Regions from separate parts of the Rattus norvegicus genome. Here region 2 is linked to region 1. The links are chromatin contacts, called in public Hi-C maps. All regions are on one chromosome and are shown on one strand. Each heading gives the region's core, a stretch centred on a gene start, on an enhancer-like site or on the middle of the called end of the contact. The rest is flanking DNA. Distances are from core to core; before and after follow the strand shown.

Region 1 (7,277 bases), core at 1,804-4,303:
AAGCCCAGATAAAACACATTGTTTTTATACATTGCCTTGGTCATGGTGTCATATCACAGCAATCACACAAAAGTAACTAAGGTAGTGACTTTATTAATTGGTAATTTAAAAAATCTTATACTTTTTAATGAAAAGAATTAGATTTAAACCTTTTCTTGGGCCATTCTTGCTAGAAGAGGTCATGGAATTTTAGAGACTTAAAGCCTAGGGTATCTTGAAATACCTGTAGTTGAAATGGCTGTGCTGTGTGTCAAGTGAGAGACTGTTTTGTAGGGTTTGTAGCTCTGGCTAGCTTGGTACTGTGTAGCGTACACCTCACATTTCTGGTAACCCCCATGTCTCATCCTCCCTAGTGTTGTGATTCACTTCTTGCACCATTGTCTTTCTCAAGGTTAAGTATAGAGATTGTGTTCACTTTTAACCGCCTTGGAAAATTTAATAGTAGGTTACATGGACAAATGTTGATTATACTGTAGTATAAATTTTAAGTAGAAATACTGGGTTCCTGAAACCTACAGTTATTTCATCTTATTCATGTTCAGATTTTCAAATAAACACATTCTTAATTTCGGTCATGAGTGTTTTGAATTAGTATGCAGTAGAGTAGTAAAGTCTGAAATTAGAACATATTTATTTGGACCAAATGAATTCCCCTTTAATCATATAAAACATTTTTGCCTTATTTTAAAGTAAAATGTCAAAGGTAGAATAAGTACAATTGTTAAGAATTGTACATGTTGGGGCTGGAGAGATGGCTCAGAGGTTAAAAGCACTGACTGCTCTTCCAGAGATCTTGAGTACAATTCCAGCAACCACATGGTGGCTCACAACCATCTGTAATGGGATTCAATGCCCTCTTCTGTGTATGAAGACAGCTACAGTGTACTCACATACATAAAATAAATAAATGCTTCTTAAAGAAAAAAAAAGAATTGTACATGTTGGGTGTGGAGAGAACTCAGTGGCTAAGAGCTCTGGCTGCTTTTCCAGAGGACTCAGGTTTAATTCCTAGGAGATCTTACACCCTCTTCTGATATCCTTGGGCAACTATCCACATAAAAATGTATTTATTTTATTTATAAAAATAAATGCACAAAACTAACAAAGAAAGCCTTATAAAAGTGAATTACACATGTAAGATTATTTCCTTATTTTATAATCCATAAAGCGGAAAACTATAATTTCTAACATTGTTCAACAAGAGCAAAGGTGTTTGCCTGAGGATGTAACTCAGTTCATAGAGTGCTGGCTTGCTTAGCATGCATGGATAGCCCCAAGGGGGTTCCATCCTCTATATCACATAAAACTGGACATGCTGCTACACATCTGTAATCATAACACTTGAGAGATTGAAGCAGAATAAGGAGTTTGAGGTTATCTTGGGCTCTTGAGATCTTGTCTTATAAAAACTAGAACAAAAATGGGACCTAAAGAGATGGTCAAATGGTTAAGAGCACTTACTACTACTGCTCTTCAGAGGGCCCAAATTCACACCAAAAATCACCTGTATCTGGTGCTTCAAGGGATCCAGTACTGCCTTCTGAGCGCTGCATCACACATATGTGCACACAAATACTTTTACACCCATAATAAATCTTTAAAAAATACTTTCATGTATGCCAAGCATTGCTTTGTATAATACTATATCAATGATGTAGATATAGAAAAGATAGAAAAATTCATACCTTATTTGAACTTATATTCTGGTGGCATTTGCCTAATTTAAGTATTTATGAAAAAAGGATTGGATTCCAATATTTTTGATCTGAAAGTGAGCTGACCAGTATTTTTTATTCTGCTTGCTAATTCAGATAATTTTGCTATACTGGCTTAGAGCTTGTTATTGTTAAGAATTCTAATTCAGGATAGGCAAGAAGGCTTAGCAAGTAAAAGGTGCTTGCTGCCAAGGCTGATGACATGAGTTGTATACATGCAACCCACATGGTCAAGGAAAGAACCAGGTCCCCTACAAGTTGTCTTCTGACCTTCATTTTACTCAGTGATGTGCATAGTCCCCATATCCCTATACACACAAAACAAAATTTAAAAATATTCTAATTCAGAAATGAAGTTAATGCAGGTTTTAGATGTGAATGTAATTAATACTGTCACATTTACTTCTTTAACTGATTTTTTTCCCTGCTAGTTATAGATGCTTTATTGTTTTATAAGCAAAAGAGTGTATTCTAAACTAAGATTGTCTAAATTCAGGTCTTAGTGGTTCCACTGTTTCTCTTGGGAAAAAGCAAGAGAATTTCCTTTAACAGTGTACTTCTCTGAACTCTTCTGTAAAGAAAGTGGGGGAAATACACCAAGTTATAGGTTTGTTTGTAAGGCATAAATGAGACTTACCCATATATATTTAACAAATATTATAGATGGCTATTTATTATCTCTATTATCTATTCCAGAATTTTAAAAAATTAAAAAATTATGATTTTTTTTTGTTAAGCATGTAGGGGCAAGCCTTACCTGAAGTAAGAAGGCTGTTTATAATCTTATTTACATGAAATAAATACACACTTTTTTAGAAGCATGCGTGTGTGTTTTGAACCCTTTGTATGATTATTTACTGTATTTGTATGTACTTCTGTGTGTACACACTCAGAGGCCAGAGGAGGATGTAGCTGCTCTTGTCTGTCTGCAACTGTTCTTTTGACCTTTGAGGCAGGATCTCTTCTGAAACTGGGTTTCTCAAATAAGCTGGAAGCCAGCAAGTCCCAGCAGTCCTCCTGCTTCCCTTGGAGCTGGGATTGCAGTCATGCACAAGTGGCCTGGCTTGTAATATGGGTGTTGGGTCCAAACTCTAGTTTTTACAGTTACTTGGCAAGCTCCCTTAACCATCGAATCATTATTCTCAGCCCTTGAATGATACCATTTTATATGCGTGTGTGTGTGTATGGGAAGGGGGAGAATTCACTTTATATGTTAGTGGTTCACCTGAAATTATTTCTAACTGAATCTTGTTTTAGTAAAGGGTACTGGAAAGGGAAACAATTGTGACTCGTTTAGACTGATCCTGCTTGAATCAATATTAAACGTTTTATGCTGGTGACCTCTAGTGGTTGTCCCCAAACATCAGCAAATACTAAATAGTTCTTTTGTCTAATGTTGAATGAATTTAGGAGATATGTAAAACATGGTACCAGATGTTGAAATTCAGGAACAAGGTTGGGTTATGCTGAGTTATTAACTAAAATTGGCTAGGTAAAAACAAGTTTGTATAATTTTGCTTTGGTAATGTGTCAAGTTAACTACTTCCCTTTCTACTTTGTTCATTTGAGACAATGTCTCTCTGTGTGCCCCTGTCTGCCCTGAAACTGTGTGAACCAGCCTGGCCTGGAACTCAGTGCTGGGATTAAAGGCATGCACCACTATGCCTGGCTTACCTTTCTACTTTTTAGATCAGGGTTAGTTAAAAACAGCCATTGATGTCACCAGTTAAAGTATTTTGCTGGTGTTTAACAATTTTTTTCTGTTGGGGAAAACATTTCTTTGGAGTACTTACCTTGCAAATATGAAGCTCTGGACGCAAACCTCAGCACTCCAGTTAAAAAGGGATGGGAAGTCCTACCTTCGTTGACCCAACCACACATTCCGTTGTAGGATGCTCTTTCCCCACTTTTAGCTTGTTGAGGCAGGTCTTGGTACTTAGCTTTTCAGGAAGCCTGGGATTCATCATGTGGTACAGGCAGCTAAATGCTCTCACCTCTTACACCTTTTGGGTATTGGTGTTGCACACCTTTTTGATCCCGGCCCTTGGGAGGCAGAGGCAGGTGGATCTCTGTGTTCAAGGCCAATATGGGGGCTGGAGAGATGGCTCAGAGGTCAAGAGCACTGGTTGCTTTCCCAGCAGTCCTGAGTTCAATTCCCAACAAACACATGATGGCTCACAACCATCTGTAATGAGATCTGATGCCCTCTTCTGGTGTGTCTGAAGACAGCTACAGTGTACTTACATATAATAAAGAAAAATCCTACACACACACACACACACACACACACACACACACACACACACACACAAAGGCCAGCATGGTCTATAGAGCAAGTTCCAGGACAGCTAGGGCTCCATTACACAAAGAAACCCTGTCTCTATAAACACCATGATGACACTGCCGCCGCCAATGACGCTTTTTACTAAACTTTATTTAGTGTATGTGTCTGTATCTGCTTATCTTTGTGTGCATGCATATACATATGGAGGCCAGAGGACAACTCTCTTCTATGAGTGAATTGTTAATTTTTTAAAAATATTTATTCATTTATTATATATAAGTACACTGTAGCTGTCTTCAGATACACCAGAAGAGGGCATTGGATCTCCTTACAGATGGTTGTGAGCCACCATGTGGTTGCTGGGAATTGAACTCAGGACACCTGGAAGAGTAGTCGGGTGCTCTTAACCGCTGAGCCATCTCTCCAGCCCAAATGTTAATTTTAATATAACTGTATGTAGTAAATTAACACAGGGGCTGGGTTTTTTAACCCTAGCTAGTTCCTCAAAAACGACAGAGAAACCAAGATTTAGTTAAGGCTTTACCTCAATACCTGGGCAGTCATTTGATCTATTTTCATCCCCTGAACTAATCGGCTACCTCCCAGCCAAAATCCTAAAATACTTGCCTTTAGGTCTTTCATTCTTCAGCCGCAGCGCTTTTCAACACTTTTCTTTCTCCATGTGGTGGAATCTTACTCTTCTTTCTGGCTGGTGGGAGTCCTTCTCTATTCTATATTCTCAGCTATTGATGATCAGCTTTTATTGATTGACAAGGCAGAGAATAAATGGTAAGAATTGTTTACACAAACTTGAGACAGGAGATTCTTGGAATAGCATTACAATTCCGAGTCCCAAATTGAAACACGCTATGTGGACAGAGAAAAATGTGCATTTGAAAAAAAATCAGCATTTGAATGACACAAGGATAAAATTTACCCAGTATATAACATTATGCCTATATAACTGTCTACCAAAGTCTCTCAACTGTGAATAAATTATATGTTTTCTTACTCAAAGAGGGACAAACCAGGGCACAGTCACAGTCAAAGCAAAACCGAAGTCCGGCAGTATAAAGCTCAGAGTTAGACCCTGGGGGCCTAAGATCTTCTGCACGCCAAAGGGCTTGGCAGCCCCACTTTTCTGGCTTTACCTGGTACAGCACAGAAGCCTTGTCTTTAAGGCTCAGGCCAGCCAGCTCCACCCCACATCTGCCACTGTGTTCCCAAACTGCTGGGTTTCTCCTACACCTTTAACCTTATTCTCACCTAAGCTCTCTTCAGGGACTTTGACCAGCCAAATGGTGCCAGAGCCTCAGCTTCACCCTATGACCACTTCAGTCCTGAGGCTCTGCTCCCACTGAAATTGCATCCCACCCTTACCAAAACCTTTCTTGGCCTCTTAGTGCATGTACTCTATGACTCCTTTACACCACTTGGGAGACACTTACACAACAAGTTCAACTGCTAGTATGAAATACAGCCTTGGTCTTCTCTGAGCTATAACTTTGTGTGCTGATCTGAGGAAATATTTTCCAGAAGATTTTGCCTCAGTGATGCTGGTTCCCCCTCTTCCCCTTTTTGCTTTTCTTTCTTTCTTTCTTCCTTCCTTTCTTTCTTTCTTCCTTTCTTTCTTTCTTTCTTTCTTCCTTTCTTTCTTTCTTCCTTTCTTTTCTTTTCTTTCTTTCTTTCTTTCTTCCTTTTTTTTTTTTAAGGCATGGTCAGGCCTATAACAGCAATACCACAGTCCCTATACCAGCTTCTGTCTTAGGGTTTTATTTACTGTGTGAACAGAACCATGACCAAGGCAACTTTTTTTTAAAAATTTTTTTATTTGTTTATTTTATATATGTGAGTACACTGTCAATGTCTTCAGGCACACCAGAAGAGGGCATGGGATCCCATTACAGATGGTTGTGAGCCACTATGTAGTTGCTGGGAATTGAAATCAGGACCTCTGGAAGAGCAGTCAGTACTCTTAACCACTGAGCCATCTCTCCAGCCCCCTCGATTTTCTTTTTCAAGATAGGGTCTCTCTGTGTAGCCCTAACTCTGCCTTGGAATTAAAGGCATGTGCCACCACTGCCCAGCAATGATTTGTCTAGGGGTGTGTGTGTGTGTGTGTGTGTGTGTGTGTGTGTGTGTGTCTGTCTGTCTGTCTGTCTGTCTGTCTGTCTGTCTGTCTGTCTGTATCTGGTTGTGTATATGAGTTCAGGTACTCACAGAGGCCAAAGGTTTTATATCTCCTTGGAGCTATGGGCAGTTGTGACCTGCCTCAAATGGGTATTCGGAATTGAACTTAGGTCCTCTTGAAGAGCAGTAGGATACTTTTAACCACTGAGTCATCTCTACAGTCCGATGCCGGTCACTTCTTAATCATAGCTGATTCTTTAGCTGCAGATTTTTTTTTTTAAAGTGGTTTCTTTACATAGCTCTGACTGTTGGGAACTCACTATTTAGACTGTAGGCCGTAGACCAGATTGGCCTGGAACTCATGGAGATTCACTTGCTTCCTAAGTGCTAGAATTAAACTCAGATTCTTAATTTAAAATATTAAATGGTCTTGGTAGAGCCTTTAAGAGACTCCAAACTTGTCTCTGAGGCTTGACAAGCCAGGCCTCACTCACATGCTCTGCACTGCTTTCAGCATTATCTCTACGTTCCCACACTAGCTTACTAATTATTAACACTCAACACTCAGTTTTCTAGCCCAAGACTTTCCACAACCTTCCTAAAAACATGGGTCTGCTGTCCCAGCAGTACCTCACTGCCAGTACTAAATTCTGCCTTAGGGTTTCTGTTGTTGGGATGAAACACTATGATAAAAAGCAACTAGGGGGGCTGGGGATTTAGCTCAGTGGTAGAGCGCTTACCTAGGAAGCGCAAGGCCCTGGGTTCGGTCCCCAGCTCCGAAAAAAAAAAAAAAAACAAAAAAAAAAGCAACTAGGGAGGAAAGGATGGGTTGTTTTCAACTAACAAATCTCTGGGTCATGTGCTGTCACTGAGGTAAGTCAGGGCGGGGCCTGAAGACAAGAACTGAAGCAAAAGCCATGCAGGAATTTGGATTACTGGCTTGCCTCCCACCCCTTCCTCAGTTTGCTCTCAGGACCACCTGCCAGGGGTGGCACCAATCACAGTGAACTGGGTCCTCCCCCATTCATCATTATGAAGAAAATGCCCTTCCCCTTTCCTTTAGGCAGTCTAATGGAGGAAGCATTTTACTCAGTTGAGGTGTCATTTCACAAATACCCAAATACTTCTAGCTTTGTTGAGGTGACAAA
Region 2 (7,277 bases), core at 1,624-4,123, 64 kb before region 1:
CAAGGTCATCCCTCTGTACATCCCAAGCTGGAGGCACTGCACATAACCTCATAAAACAAAATAAAACAAAACAAAATAAAATAGGTCTGAAGAGGAGGCTTAGGTGGTAGACTGGCTTGTATAACCCTGAGAACCCAAGTCCAGACCTTCAGAACTTAAATTCTGGAGAGCAGCACACGTCTGTGATCCCAGTCCTGAGACGCTGAAGACAGGATCCCTGTGCTGCCAGCCACTCAAGCCCAGTCAGTGAGCTCTAGGTTCAGAGAAAGACCTGTCTCAAAAACAAAGATGGGGAGTGAAAGGCGGATATGATCAATACACTGCACACATGTATGATGTTCTCAAAAAATAAGTTAGAAGTCTATTTAAATACAAGAGCACCGAGGCTGGCCTCTAGTCTCTGCATGTACACACACACACACACACACACACATACACACACACACACACACACACTCTTTAGGAAAGGTGGCAGCATACCTAGGGCTGTATATAGCACAGTGGAGAGAGAGTACTCTCAGGACTTTAAGGAGAGGGGTAGCAAGCAGAAGGACGTTAACCAAATATCACGTGGTCAAGTAAATTTGAAGTTTATTGGCTGATGGGACAGCTGCCATGTTGCAGCCCTGCTGTTCTGCAGAGGGAAGCAAGCCTACATTCACCAAGTAAGACTGTGGCTCTCTGTTAAGAGAGACATTTTGTTTGTACAGAATGTGTTTTCTCTTTAGGAACTCTGGGAGATAGGTAGTAGTGACAGTTTCCAGAAGGCTGCTGTTTCTGATGTCTTCTTGGCCTTCACATGGCTCAAACCTTGTCTTCGTCAGCTCTCCGACATCTTGTCAAGAATCAGTAGCGGGGCAAGAATTCTTGCTCTGTTAGTTTCCACAATGCAGCCATTTAACACCATCTCATCCAAAATGATGTGGACTTTGTCCAAATTAAACATTATCTACGTCACATTAAGGAAATCAGTTGGAGAATTTAGTAGATGTAAGTAATGGCGTGGCTTAGCCTAGTACAAAGAAACCTAACATGAGGTTTGCCTTAGATCCTGAGACATTACCTCCATACACATGTGCACACCTGTATTCATCTTGGCTAAGCAAGTCGGGTAGGCAGATAATGAAATGAAACAGCTACTCAGATTATGTTTGTGAGCATGTGTGCATGTGCACCTGAGTGTGTGTGCACATACGAGTGTATGTATTTGTGCTTAGGATGGAACCCAGGCAAAGCTCTAGCACTGAGCCCCATCCCAGTGCAGAGTGGCACAGGGGGTAGAATGTTTAATGCCAGAGAACACAGCCGGTAACAGCTCAGCCTCAGTAATCGCATCAGTGCCTGTTGGAAGCTGGGGTTCCAGACGTTGTGATGAACGCCTTATTGTAAACTCCAGTCTTCTGCACAAGCCTCACTTTATTCAGACGTAAACAGTCCAAAGTCTGGCCAAAGTCACAGGGCAGGTACACGCCAGTGCTGGGCTGGACTGCCTGCTCTGTTCCCCAGGCTTCTTTCTCTCCAGGAGCCAGTCCCAGGCTCTACATACCCACAGCAAATGTCCTTCTTGGCCTGCAGCATCAGCTGTCCTCTCTGCCAGGCAGAAGGAAAGAAGAAAGAAGCGGAAGCTGACTAAACTCCCCCAAGACCCAAGCTCTGAGTTTCACAAATGGCATCTCTCAGATTCTGAAGCCTTAACGTGGGGAAGTGTTCACTGGGAAGCTAGTCTCAGACTGGAAGAGAGGGCGCTGGCAATGAGGAACCAGAAAGCCCCAGACTCCCCGAGAATCCCTCCATCTGGGCATCTCACTGTGGAGCAAGGTGGTTGCCATGGTTGGATGTTTCTCAATTTTACATTTGAAACATTAGGTTCTATTTTTAAGGAACTGTGTGAAAAGAAACAGCTGCCTCAGATGGAAAAACTTCATTTGACAAATAGGTGATTAGAAACACCAGTGAGCTTGTAATTAGTGAATATTTGCAAAACAAAAAATTACCTGATATTGGTCAATTCCTGATATTCAAAGTCTCTACTGTACTTGTTCAGTGAAGTCTGTCTACAGAGACTGGGACAGCCTGTGAATGACTTCAGTTTCCATTAGACTCTGTTAACATCTCATTAAGTTCTGTGCAAATAGCCCTCTAGCAGAATAGAGGAGCCGATGGGAACTGTCCCTAAGTGACCCAGAAAGAAAAAACCCTTTGCTCTGATATACCTATTAATAATGTCTTCCAATTATATAGATGATTGCTTTGTCCTAGGCCAAAGTAGGACTGAAATGAAGTTAGGTTCAGCCCTGTTCATCAGAACCAGTGGCCAGAGCTTACAAGCTGAGACAAAATGAGAACCCAGTCAAAGAGCACTGGAGCCAGGAGTGGGTGCAGCTCAGTGGGCAGTGCTTGTCTAGCGCTTGTGATCCCAGTGCCCTCTGAACAAGGTGCAGAAATGCACTCCTGTAATCTCCACTCTTGGGAGGTGAGGACAGGAAGATCAGAAGTTCAAGGTCATTTCCCCATAGGAAGCAAGCTAGATGTCTGCCTGGGGTAGATAACAGCCTGTCTGTGGAGTTCAGCAGCCCAGGTGGCTGAATGAAACAGACCCTTGGACTCGAGGCATCGAGGGCAGTGGGCTTTACTGCTTATTTTCCTGATCTCTGGATCAGGAAACCTCATCTGTTGTTTCACTGATCAAACTCTTACATCTTCAGCAAATAAACAGCTGTCGTTTGGATATCCCCTCGAGCAACTGCCGGCTGCTCTAAAATTCGAGTCAGAACTTACTGCTGAATCACGCCAACCACGGGCACACGCACACTGCAAGGACAAGGTCCTTTGGCAAGCCTGACTTTCCCAGCCTCCTGGAAACACAAGTTAGTCAGTGAGGTCATGTACTGTGCACACATGACTGTCTGGCTATCTCTGTATCTGGCTCAAACCCTAATGATCACCCAGTTCTGCACCACGTGAGTAAACCTAGACCAGTTCCCGATGGCTCCCTAAAGTCACATGCCTCCTTTAAAATAGGAATCCAGCTGTTGCTTGTATCTTGATTTGATTTATGAGCAACTTGTACACACTGGTGCAGCCAAAATTAGTGGCATTTGGGCCATATGCCAGGAACCAAGAAAGTGTCCTATATGCCAAGCCTGGATGCAGTAAACAGTAAAATTCAGCTCTGACATTTGGAACTGGAGGAAGCAAGAAGGAACTGGACTGTGATCCATTAATTCAAGCAACCAGGGAAAGAACTTCCTTCAGCCTGGGTTGAACATGACTGACCCTGAAGACCACGTACAACTTCCCGAGAGCACATTCACTAAATCCATGTCTCTCAACAAGGAAACCCAAAACCACTGAGGACTGCTATGGAAGGCAAACTGTAACGGAACACTAGATGTGACCTACACAAGGAGCTGCTCTCCAGCTCCTAAAACTTACATGTTTGTGTGTGTGTGTGTGTGTGTGTGTGTGTGTGTGTGTGTGTTGTTTCATATATATGCTTCTTACATGTTTTATTTTCCTCAAGCCAGGATCTTAGGTAGTCTGACTGGCCTTGACCTTGCTATGGTAGTTGAAGATGGACTTGAACTCCTGGCCCTTCTCTCCCTGCCTTCCCATCACTCATCCCTGCAGGATTTTAAATATGAACATGGCTGGTTAATTGTCTTTAACAAGTGAGAGAATGGAGCAAGCCATAGCCTGATATGACACCAAAATGGCTTCTTCTAGGAGCTGGAGAGATGACTCAACAACAGTTAAGGACACCCACATAGCAGTTCACAGCCATCTGTAACTCTAGGTCCAGGAGATGTGGCACCCTGTTCTCAACTCCTTTCCGTGTTAGGCACAGATGTGACACACAGAAATACATACAGACAAAACACATAAAATAGATCTAAAAGTATGAATGTAAGCTGTGGCTTTATGTGTATTTCTTTCTAGCTTGCTTTCCTGGGATTGAACCAGAGCCTTAGGAATGCTAGACTAATGCTCTCCCCGTGAACCCCACCCCAGCTCAGCGCCAGGACAATGAGCCCTAACTCCCACTGCTTCTTATAACTTCTTGTTACTACTTTTGACTAAAATAACCAAGACACAAGGGACAAAGTGAGTAGGGCAAGACAGAGGGTTGGGAGAGACGGTAAGATATGGTACCTTGGAGCATCAGAGAACTCACTGAAAGGTAAGAGCTGGAGGCGGTGGCTCAGGTATGATCCCAGCACTGAGGAGGACACCGTGAGGCACTTATTCCTCATAAGGTGACTCAGGTCACTGAAGTGCTCAGTCTCAAGGGGACAGTTTGCTCACTGGACACCACTGCACCGAGGGGGTTCCACATACTGGAATGAAGCCAGAATTCCTGAACTGATTTTTTGTGCTTGGGTCATTTCTGTTTAAATCCCATCTGTCTGGTTTTGTAAGTCTCAGCAGGAAATAGGACTGAGTGTGGACTGAGGAGAAATGTAAAGGGTTTGCCTTATTTCTTAAAGTCCAGTGCAGAGAACCTCTCAGCCTTAAAGCCTTAAACAGCACAGAGAGGAAAGGGGCTTTCTGGGGCTCTGCCGCCCCACCTCTGTCACGACAGGACCCCAGGCCAGGCTGAGCCAGTACTCAAGCTTCTCTGGCTTGATTATCCCCTTGGAAATAAGTGTGGCTTGCTCAATACAACGGGCAGTTAGTGGCAAGGCCAAAGTGGATCTTGAGCTTTTGAACTCCAGAAGTGTCTGCTAGCTCTTGTCGTTTACCTGGTGACTGCTTTTCCACTCTCCTGTCCAGTTAGAAGCAGATTTATTTTGAATTGCTTTCAATGGCTTAGTTAAGATACAATGCCATGGGGTGGAGAGATGGCTCAGTGGTTAACAGCACTGCTGCTCTTCCAGAAGACCTGGGTTCAATTCCCAGTACCCACCTAGTGGCTTACAACCATCTCTAACTCTAGTTCTGAGGGAATCTGATGTCCTCTTCTGGCCTCCAAGGGCACCAAGCACACACATGTACACGCAGAACACCTCTACACAGTAAAAAAAAAAATTAAGTAAATAAAAAGACGGGCTGGAGAGATGGCTCAGCGGTTAAGAGCACTGACTGCTTTTCCTGAGGTCCTGAGTTCAAATCCCAGCAACCACATGGTGGCTCACAACCATCTGTAATGGGGATCTGATACCCTCTTCTGGTGTGTCTGAAGACAACTACAGTGTACTCACATACATAAAATAAATAAATCTTAAAAAAAAAAAAAAGACAGACTAAAAAGCCCAATAGGATCCTAGGTTTAGGTCACTCACCACTAAGGGGCAATTACCTTTCCACAGATGACTTCAAAAGAGGTCTCCAATGAATTTATGATGGCTATTTCTCCAGACAACTGTGCTGATGCAGATATACTGGTTCCAGCAGTGGCTTCACATAAACACATACATATATGAACTTCATATTATACTCAATTATACTCATATATGCTTTCTGCTGATATTATACATACATAAATAGCAATTATTTTAGATTTAAGATTGAAGTGTTCTCAAAAGCCATCTTTATTACTTTCAAATGATAGGCATATTTTAATAAAACATTTATCTTTTACTTTATGTGTGTTTGGATGAGTAGGTTTGTTTGTTTATTTATTTATTTATTTATTTATTTATTTATTTATTTATTTATTTATTTATGTTTTTGAGATACTGTGTCTCACTGTGTAGCAATGGCTGGTCTGGAGCTCACAGAGATCTCCCTGTCTCTGCCTCCTGAGTACTGAGATCAAAGGTGTGCTCCCCCTTGTCCAGTCTCAGGTGGGTTTATGTATCTAAGGTCTAGAAGAGGGCCCTGAACTTCTGGATCTGCAGTGATAGGCAATTGTGAGCTGCCTGACCTGGGTGTTCAGAGCCAAGCCCTGGTCCTCTCAGGAGCAGTCTGCACTCTTAACCACTGAGCTTTCTCTCTGGCCACAAAGCAGGCAGACATCTTAGAAGTCAATGTATTATACTTTTGGAGACTTACAGAAAGCCTGGTGAGTGCCTGCCTCTATTTGGGGCCCTGGGTGTGTTTATTCTGTTATAAGGTGCTGGGTCCAAATCCAGGGCCAAGTATATGCTAGGAGGTGTTCTACCACTGGGCTGCACTCCAGTGTACACAGACAGTTTGGATTTAAAAGAGAGAAAGAGGTTGGGGATTTAGCTCAGTGGTAGAGCGCTTGCCTAGGAAGCGCAAGGGCCTGGGTTCGGTCCCCAGCTCCGAAAAAAAGACCAAAAAAAAAAATAAATAAATAAATAAAAAAAAATAAAAGAGAGAAAGAACTGTTTCTGCTCTAAAGGAAATGAACACAAGCCAGACAATGTCTTTAACCCTTCAGCTCATCTCCCAGAATACCTCCTTCTGTTGATGAGCAGCTTTCTGGGAATTTATCCTGGAGGCCTGAAAGCTCAGTCTTTCTGAGAAAACCAAGCACTTCACCTGTGGGTGAAGAAAAATAAAAAAAAAAACAAAACAATAATTATTTTTATTTCATGTGCATTGGTGTTTTGCCTTCATGTATGTCTGTGAGAGTATCAGAAACTGGAACTAGGGTCACAGACAGTTGTGAGCTGCACATGAGTCCTGGGAATTGAACTCAAGACCTCTAGAAGAGCAGTCAGTGCTCTTAACCACTGAGCCATCTCTCCTGCCCCATATAACAGTTATTTTTAAATACCACCACTTCAGTGCTTTTTTTGGAAAAAAGAAAAAGGAATCTTACAAAGCACTATCTCTGGAAGGGAGGGCTAGGGAGTTCTGCGGCCCACGGCTGTGGTGCTGCCTTGGTAGAGTTGCAGATGAGTGTCCTGGATTTCGCCAGGTCATCCTCCAGCCTGACAACACTTACCTGACTACATCCTGAGTGTGCTTTTGCAACATACCAAGGAAAACTGTACAGAAAAAGGATACATCTAGTTCACTCTGAAAAAGAAAACAAGAACACACAATACATGGTGAGATGGCCCCAGAGAGCACCGTCAGCTAACAGTCAAGGCCTGCCCTGCCTCCCAGCCTAGAAGCAGCCAGTCTGGCTCCTATGCCTGCTGGAGCCCAGAGTGGGAGTCAGAGCTGGAAACTGAGATAGGAAAAAAAGTGAAGGAAAAAAAGCTGCAGGTTAGAGGGAGAGCCAGGGTTGCTGGCTCATGCCTAGAATCTTGGGAAGCTGAGCCAGGAGGACTGCCACAAACTAAGGTCCTCCTGGACTAACAGAGTCAGATCCTGTCTCAAAACTCCAGACAAGAACAAAAGCAAAGAGAAAGTATGGGGAG

Evidence for each region. Hi-C and Micro-C count contacts between places; a contact is called where the count stands out from the background.
Region 2: a contact with region 1 is called in a Hi-C map of liver, with 4 times the contacts expected there. The contact joins two enhancer-like sites. A contact is called at or near these places in 11 of 12 Hi-C or Micro-C datasets (the Rat2 cell line, Schwann cells, frontal cortex and 6 more).

Annotation. Positions count from the first base shown.
Region 1 is chr6:74,839,322-74,846,598 of GRCr8, reverse strand. All of the region lies in intron 1 of Strn3 (striatin 3), which reads left to right. Among named protein-coding and RNA genes, the nearest start is that of Ap4s1, 26 kb to the left of the region's middle. Within about 2 kb of position 3,053, at least 15 of the 93 cell types and tissues checked have an H3K27ac peak or open chromatin away from gene starts, as enhancers often do. A contact at or near this core is called in liver, where this site is marked.
Region 2 is chr6:74,903,152-74,910,428 of GRCr8, reverse strand. Ap4s1 (adaptor related protein complex 4 subunit sigma 1) reads right to left here. Exons shown (of 6, transcript NM_001130999.1): 5 at 6,919-6,930; 6 at 567-949. The coding sequence ends at 821. Among named protein-coding and RNA genes, the nearest start is that of Strn3, 37 kb to the right of the region's middle. Within about 2 kb of position 2,873, at least 34 of the 93 cell types and tissues checked have an H3K27ac peak or open chromatin away from gene starts, as enhancers often do. A contact at or near this core is called in liver, where this site is marked.